Regions from separate parts of the Mus musculus genome. Here region 2 is linked to region 1. The links are chromatin contacts, called in public HiChIP or PLAC-seq maps. All regions are on one chromosome and are shown on one strand. The core of a region is the stretch at or near the end of the contact, and the rest is flanking DNA. Distances in the headings are between cores, read along the strand shown.

What was found. HiChIP or PLAC-seq counts read pairs in DNA pulled down with a chosen protein or histone mark.
Region 2: a contact with region 1 is called in an H3K27ac HiChIP or PLAC-seq map of extraembryonic endoderm stem cells. The contact joins two enhancer-like sites. A contact is called at or near these places in 5 of 484 Hi-C or Micro-C datasets (the N1E-115 cell line, cerebellum, embryonic fibroblasts and 2 more) and 2 of 115 datasets of contacts at active chromatin or transcription factors (extraembryonic endoderm stem cells and trophoblast stem cells).

What each region holds. Positions count from the first base shown.
Region 1 is chr5:66,702,575-66,705,464 of GRCm38.p6, reverse strand. No RefSeq gene overlaps it. Among named protein-coding and RNA genes, the nearest start is that of Uchl1os, 28 kb to the right of the region's middle. Within about 2 kb of position 1,599, at least 13 of the 459 cell types and tissues checked have an H3K27ac peak or open chromatin away from gene starts, as enhancers often do. A contact at or near this core is called in extraembryonic endoderm stem cells, where this site is marked.
Region 2 is chr5:66,860,970-66,863,809 of GRCm38.p6, reverse strand. The region is part of intron 2 of Limch1 (LIM and calponin homology domains 1); the gene reads right to left. Among named protein-coding and RNA genes, the nearest start is that of Gm52776, 32 kb to the left of the region's middle. Within about 2 kb of position 1,384, at least 43 of the 459 cell types and tissues checked have an H3K27ac peak or open chromatin away from gene starts, as enhancers often do. A contact at or near this core is called in extraembryonic endoderm stem cells, where this site is marked.

The DNA of each region.
Region 1 (2,890 bases), core at 350-2,849:
GATGGACTAGTGACCTTTGACGGAAGACACAGTGTAACCTCCAAGGATGGGCCTTGCAGAAGAGCTTCAGCCTTTATAGTCTTGGGATGCCCCGCCACTGTGTAAGAAAACACGGTGCCTTTGTGAATGCTGAGCAACTGCAGATAAAGTAAGGACTTGAGACCCCACGGATAACAGGGCCCGGCCCTCTCTCTCAGGGCCGCAGCTGAGTGCAGCCCACAGCAGCCCACAGCTTCTCTTCCAGCTGAAGGGAGAGAGTGCAAGGGAGTCCCAGCAACCCCAGCCAGAAAACTACCCTCTTGACAAAACTGTGAGCAACAATAAATAGATGGGCATGATTGTAAGACTCTGTTAGGGGTCATGCTAGCCTTGAACACATTAAATAGCCCAGGCTGGTTTCTACCACGCAATCCTCCTACCTCAGTTTCCTGATAGCTGCATTACAAATGTCTGCCACCATGCCTGGTTCGTTTGTTGGTTCTAATTTATTTTGAGACAGCATCTCATATATGGTGGAGGAAACTCCTGGTATCAAATGATCCCCCTGCCAGGTATGTGGGACTTTTTCAAGATATGCCGTCATTTTCAGATAAATCTCTGTATCGTGTATGGCCATTTCCCTCCCTCCCTCTTCCCCTATTCATTCTTTCCCCCTCTCTCCTTCTGCCTTTTTCTCGGTGCTGGGGTTCTGCTCCTGGGGTCACCTGCCCTTTGTTCTATGAACTCCTTACTTCCTCACGGTCCATGCCACGTTTGCTTTGTACCTGTCCCCCACCCCCAGAGCAGACGTTCCTTCCATGAGTTAAGTTATGTTTCTTGTTGAATTCCTGCACCTAGCTCTGTGTACTTCCTGCTCCTGGTTGGTTACTTGATTGACTGTGGATCTTTGAGGGCAGGCACCAAGCCTCAGTTCTCCTTCACAGTCACTTTGTGTGGCAGGGACTTACCAAGTCCACATTGAATCGGGTTAAATGACGGGAAGTGGGAATTGGAAAGGTCAGCGAAGGGTAGATGAGAATACTTTTAAAATTCCATAGGAGGGCTGTAGAGATGGCTGAGTGGCTAAGAGAACTGGCTGTTCTTACACAGGACCCAAGTTTGGTTCCCAACAACCACCCAGGTTACAACTCTCTGTAGCTTCAGTTCCAGAGGATCTAGTGACATCTTCTGGTCTCGTTGGACACCAGACATGCATGTGACACACATACAAAATACAGGCAAAGCACACACATAAACTAAATTACATATGGTATAATTTATATAATTATATATTATGTATAGTTATATTAATGGTGTATATGTAATATATAATCTATTGTTATATATTATATATCCATATATTAGGTACCATATAAAGCTGAAAGGGTTAACTTGGTGGCTGTCAGGACTTCTGGGGATAGGAAAATTCTTATATCACTAAACACTTTTAGATTTGTTAGTTCTCAGCCTATCCCTCTCTCTCTCTCTCTTTTCTTGACAAGCGGTAAGTGTTATCTGAGGATGAAGAGAAATTTTCTTCTGATGTGGTTAGAGGACTGATAGCTCAGGCGTTTCTCAGACACCTCCCACAGCAGCCCTGGCGCAGGCTTCAGGCTGGTAGACTGGGTTTGAGTGAGGCCTTGCCAAGACAGACTCCAGACCCACAGGAACTAACCCTTCCAAGTGATTTCCATGTGTCGTCTTATCTGTATGATAAACTAGGGCAGGCAAGCCCGGAGCACACATAGCTCTGCTGCTGGCCCAGGGGCAGGGCTGGGCTTGCTGCTTTTGTTGTTCAGGAAACACAGACCGATTTCCACTTTCAATCACTTATATCAGGGGTGAAGCGAAGATTGTGTCTTGTTCCCAAGCTGTGCCATTAGTGAGCAGGGAGGCTGGATGTGTGTGTGTGTGTGTGTGTGTGTGTGTGTGTAGTCTTCAGTCCCCGAGTATATCACCCTGACTATCCAGAGGGCTTGTTTAAACAAAGACTGCTGAGCCGCACCCCCTACAGTTTCCGATTGCATCTTCAGCAGGTCCCCAGGAGCTACTGCATGGCATGCACAGACACTTTGAGCTCCACTGCTCTCTACCAGAAGGAACTATGTGCCTCTGACTCCCTGGCCCAGGCCTAGCACATAGGAGGTGTTAAATGTCCTTTAAAAAAAATGTTTAAGTTAATTGTCAGTTTTAGAGGAATTATTTTTAAACCATCCTATTGTGAGCCAATAAATGGCAGATTGGGGAGAGAAGTTTAAGGGGGAGGGGAGACTAAGTCTTTCTTGAACTCAGATCTCCTTTATCTCCTGCAGTCAATTCTAATGAAGAGTGTGTTTTGGGGTTTCTAGCAATCAAATAGAATACAGAGATATGAATCATTCAAGTCTTTTCCAGAGAAAGAATCTCGCCTGGAGGCAGCTAGAATTTACTGTAGAAGTTGTGCTTGCCTCGTTTTGGGTGGTAGAAAAACTTCTAAGGACTTAGGTGGAAAGCAGAATTGCCAGCTTGCAGAAATCACACTTAGAGCTTGAGGCTAGCCAAACCAGGCTATGCTCAAGGAACACTAGAACCAGGGTCCAAAACCAAGCACCACTCCCTTGATCTCTCCTCTGGGCCCCTCTCTCTACTTGTTTCTGTTTGTCACTGTCCAGCTTTCTCCATTTAGCAATAGCTGTAAAACAGAGAGACTCAGCTGAGCTTGGAACCGGGCCACATAAGAAAATGGCCTCACAGTGGGTATCAGGCATACAGGTCAAGATGCTGCCTTTGGCCAGAGGAAACTAGTATCGGTGCTGGACATCTTTTTGACTTTCTCTGTGAAATGGATGCAACAAAAACAAAAACCAATAGGCCAGCCCTGGGAAGTAAGTAGGGCTTACAACCAGCAGGACAGAGTGCCAGTGAGTTTGGG
Region 2 (2,840 bases), core at 135-2,634, 160 kb before region 1:
AGGTACATTGCTTGCTCTGGTATCTGGTCTTTGATTCTGGTCCTTGATGCAGAACTCTTCATGGAATATCCTGGGGTTGGGGGGAGCAACATTATCTCTTGTTATGAGTGGTGATCCTCAGCAGAAAGGTAGAAACCGATCACCCACCATAAAAAGTCTCTAAAGCATAAGTGAGTTTGCATTGCTGATTGTGAGATGGTAGGGTGACCCGACCAGAGAGGGTACAGCATCTCCATGCCTGTTGCTTCACACCTTGTCCAAAACATTTCTTCATCATAGCTCACTCTTAGTAGCTCTTATGATCAACTATTATACATAAGTAAGGCACTCCCCTGAATCCTTTAGCAACTGATAAAACCTAAGACAGGAGGCCATGAGCACCTTCAATTTGTAGCTGAGTGAGACAGCACTTGTGGATAACCTGTGACACTAGGGTGTGGTCTTGTGGCACTGCGCCCCTAACTCGTGTGCTCTGCACTGTCTCCAGCTAGTGCCAAGAGTAAGAGGGAACTGGAGAGGTGGCCCAGTGATAAAAGAGTCTTTATTGCTCTTGCGGAAAATATAAATTCAGTTCCTAGCACTCACATAGCGGCTCACAACTATCTGTAACTTCATTTCCAGTAAATCTAATGCCTTCTTCTGACTTCCAATGGCACCCATGTGTACATATACACACATGCAGCCTGAACAATCATACATGTAAAATTAAAGAAAACTTGAAAAATTATCTTTAAGAGGAATTTAAGTTATGGGACACCTGGCCTGGCTGGTGTTAGAGAATTGATTGTTTTTGTGACCAAAAGTGTTGTGAAAATATAAAGGAGTAAACAAAACAAACAAAACCGGATGGTATTAAAATGACTGTCGTTTCCTTTGGCCTATATGAAGTAAGATCCAACTGATAGATCATCTCCTGAATAACTGTGTATCAAACCACAACAATATCCCCCTTTTTATCCTTTATTAAATCCTGGAAGTTAAATCTTGTTCATGTCTACATTTATTGAGACACTGATTTCCCCTCCAAACTCACTACATTGTGGTGTGCGCATGTGTGTGTGTGTGTGCTTGTATGTATATTTGTGCATGTGTGTGTATGTGTGCATGTGTGTATGTGTGTGCTTGTGTGTGCATGTGTGTGTGCGTGTGTATATGTGTGTATGTGTGTGCTTGTGTGTGTATGTGTGCATGTATGTGTGCATGTGTGTGTGTATGTGTGTTTGCGCATGTGTGAGATCACTCTATAAGCACATCATAAAGTCTTTGAAGGTTATTTCTCACGTTCCCTGCTTATGGCCCTCAATGCCTACACTCAGAGCTGTGCTATGCATGGACAGTGTCCCACAAGGCCCCCACATGATAAGAAATCCTCCAGGAAGAACTGCACCATCAACCCCCATCTGCCCTAGAAGACCAGTCCCATCTGTTCACGCCACATCGCATGCTGAAATCATGACAGGAATCCAAGACAAGCCCTCCTTCTGAGAGCAAGCAGCTCATTTATCAGGGACAGCATAAACAAGGGTGGGCCAGCAGATTTCTTATCTCCAGAAGATTATTTCGGCAACAGAAGAACAGAGGCAAAAAATCCACTGAGACATTCCTTATGGGTCACTTATTTGTAGACTCACATACTCAAAGTTGGCATTCCAGGAGAATGTGTTAACAAAATAAAACGCATCCATGTAGGTTTTTGCCTCCTAGAAAGACGGAGGTCCCACAAAGAATCCATCTTAAAGGAAGAAAGCAATGCTTCCATTCTATACTGTACTGATATTCAGGAATATGTCCTTTGTATAAAATTTGTGTTTGTGTGTGTGTGTGTGTGTGTGTGTGTGTGTGAGGCAGAGGGGAATGAGAGAGAGAGAGAGAGAGAGAGACACACACACACACACACAAGGGTTGTTACTGATACCCTAGGCATGGATTTTACTACTGGGTCTCAGTTTCAACAAGTGCTTAGCGTAAGCGTTGTGTGCCAAGCCAGTACCCAGTGAGGCAAATACAAGGCTATATATCAAAGCATTTTCAAGAAGCTGGGGTCCAGTGTAACCAACAGATGTAGTTACACAGCAGGGAAGGTGCTCTGTGATACTATTAGAGTCAGGTTAAAAACAGTCCTTAGAAAGCCACAGAGAAACCCACTGTTTCTGCCCGGAGAGCCCTAAACAGGCTGCCAGAGGAAAGAACCACTGCTCACTGGAGACGCTCGAGGAAGTGACATCAGAACAGTAGTCGAGGTTATTGTTTGCAAAATAAGCAATATTCTTGTTCCCAAGCCCTGCCAGCCAAAGTTCATTACTCACAGATGATCAAGTTTGTAAGGGACTCAGTATGTCTTGCCCGGCTTTTGCTCACAAACTGGATAAGAGAAGCTAGAAAGTAAAATGCAAATCCCCTCACCCTGCTGCTAGCTGGCAGCCCCCGGGAGAGAGCAGCCGGGGGCACGGTGACACAGAGGGGCGTCGACCATGTCACCGTCATAATTGGCTTTTGGCCTAGTTCCACGGACAGTAATAGGAACAGCGAACTGCACTGAGTGTTCACTGTGTCCTCTCACACAGCGTCGGGCATGGCCAAACGTCTTACAGGAGTGTGTCCTTGCACTTAGATGGTGCACACTTGACAGTTTAGGAGCTGAGTTTCGTGGTGTTCACAACTCCCTTTCAAATGGTTAGTACAAACGGAGGCATGTCGACATGAAGAAATGATGTAAGTGTGGCAAAACGAGAGTAATCAGTATGCCTTGGGGCATGACAGATAGGTATCTACATATTATTACAGCTTTCTCATACATGTGAAATCCTTCAAAATGATAAGTTAAAAGAGAAACTTGAAAG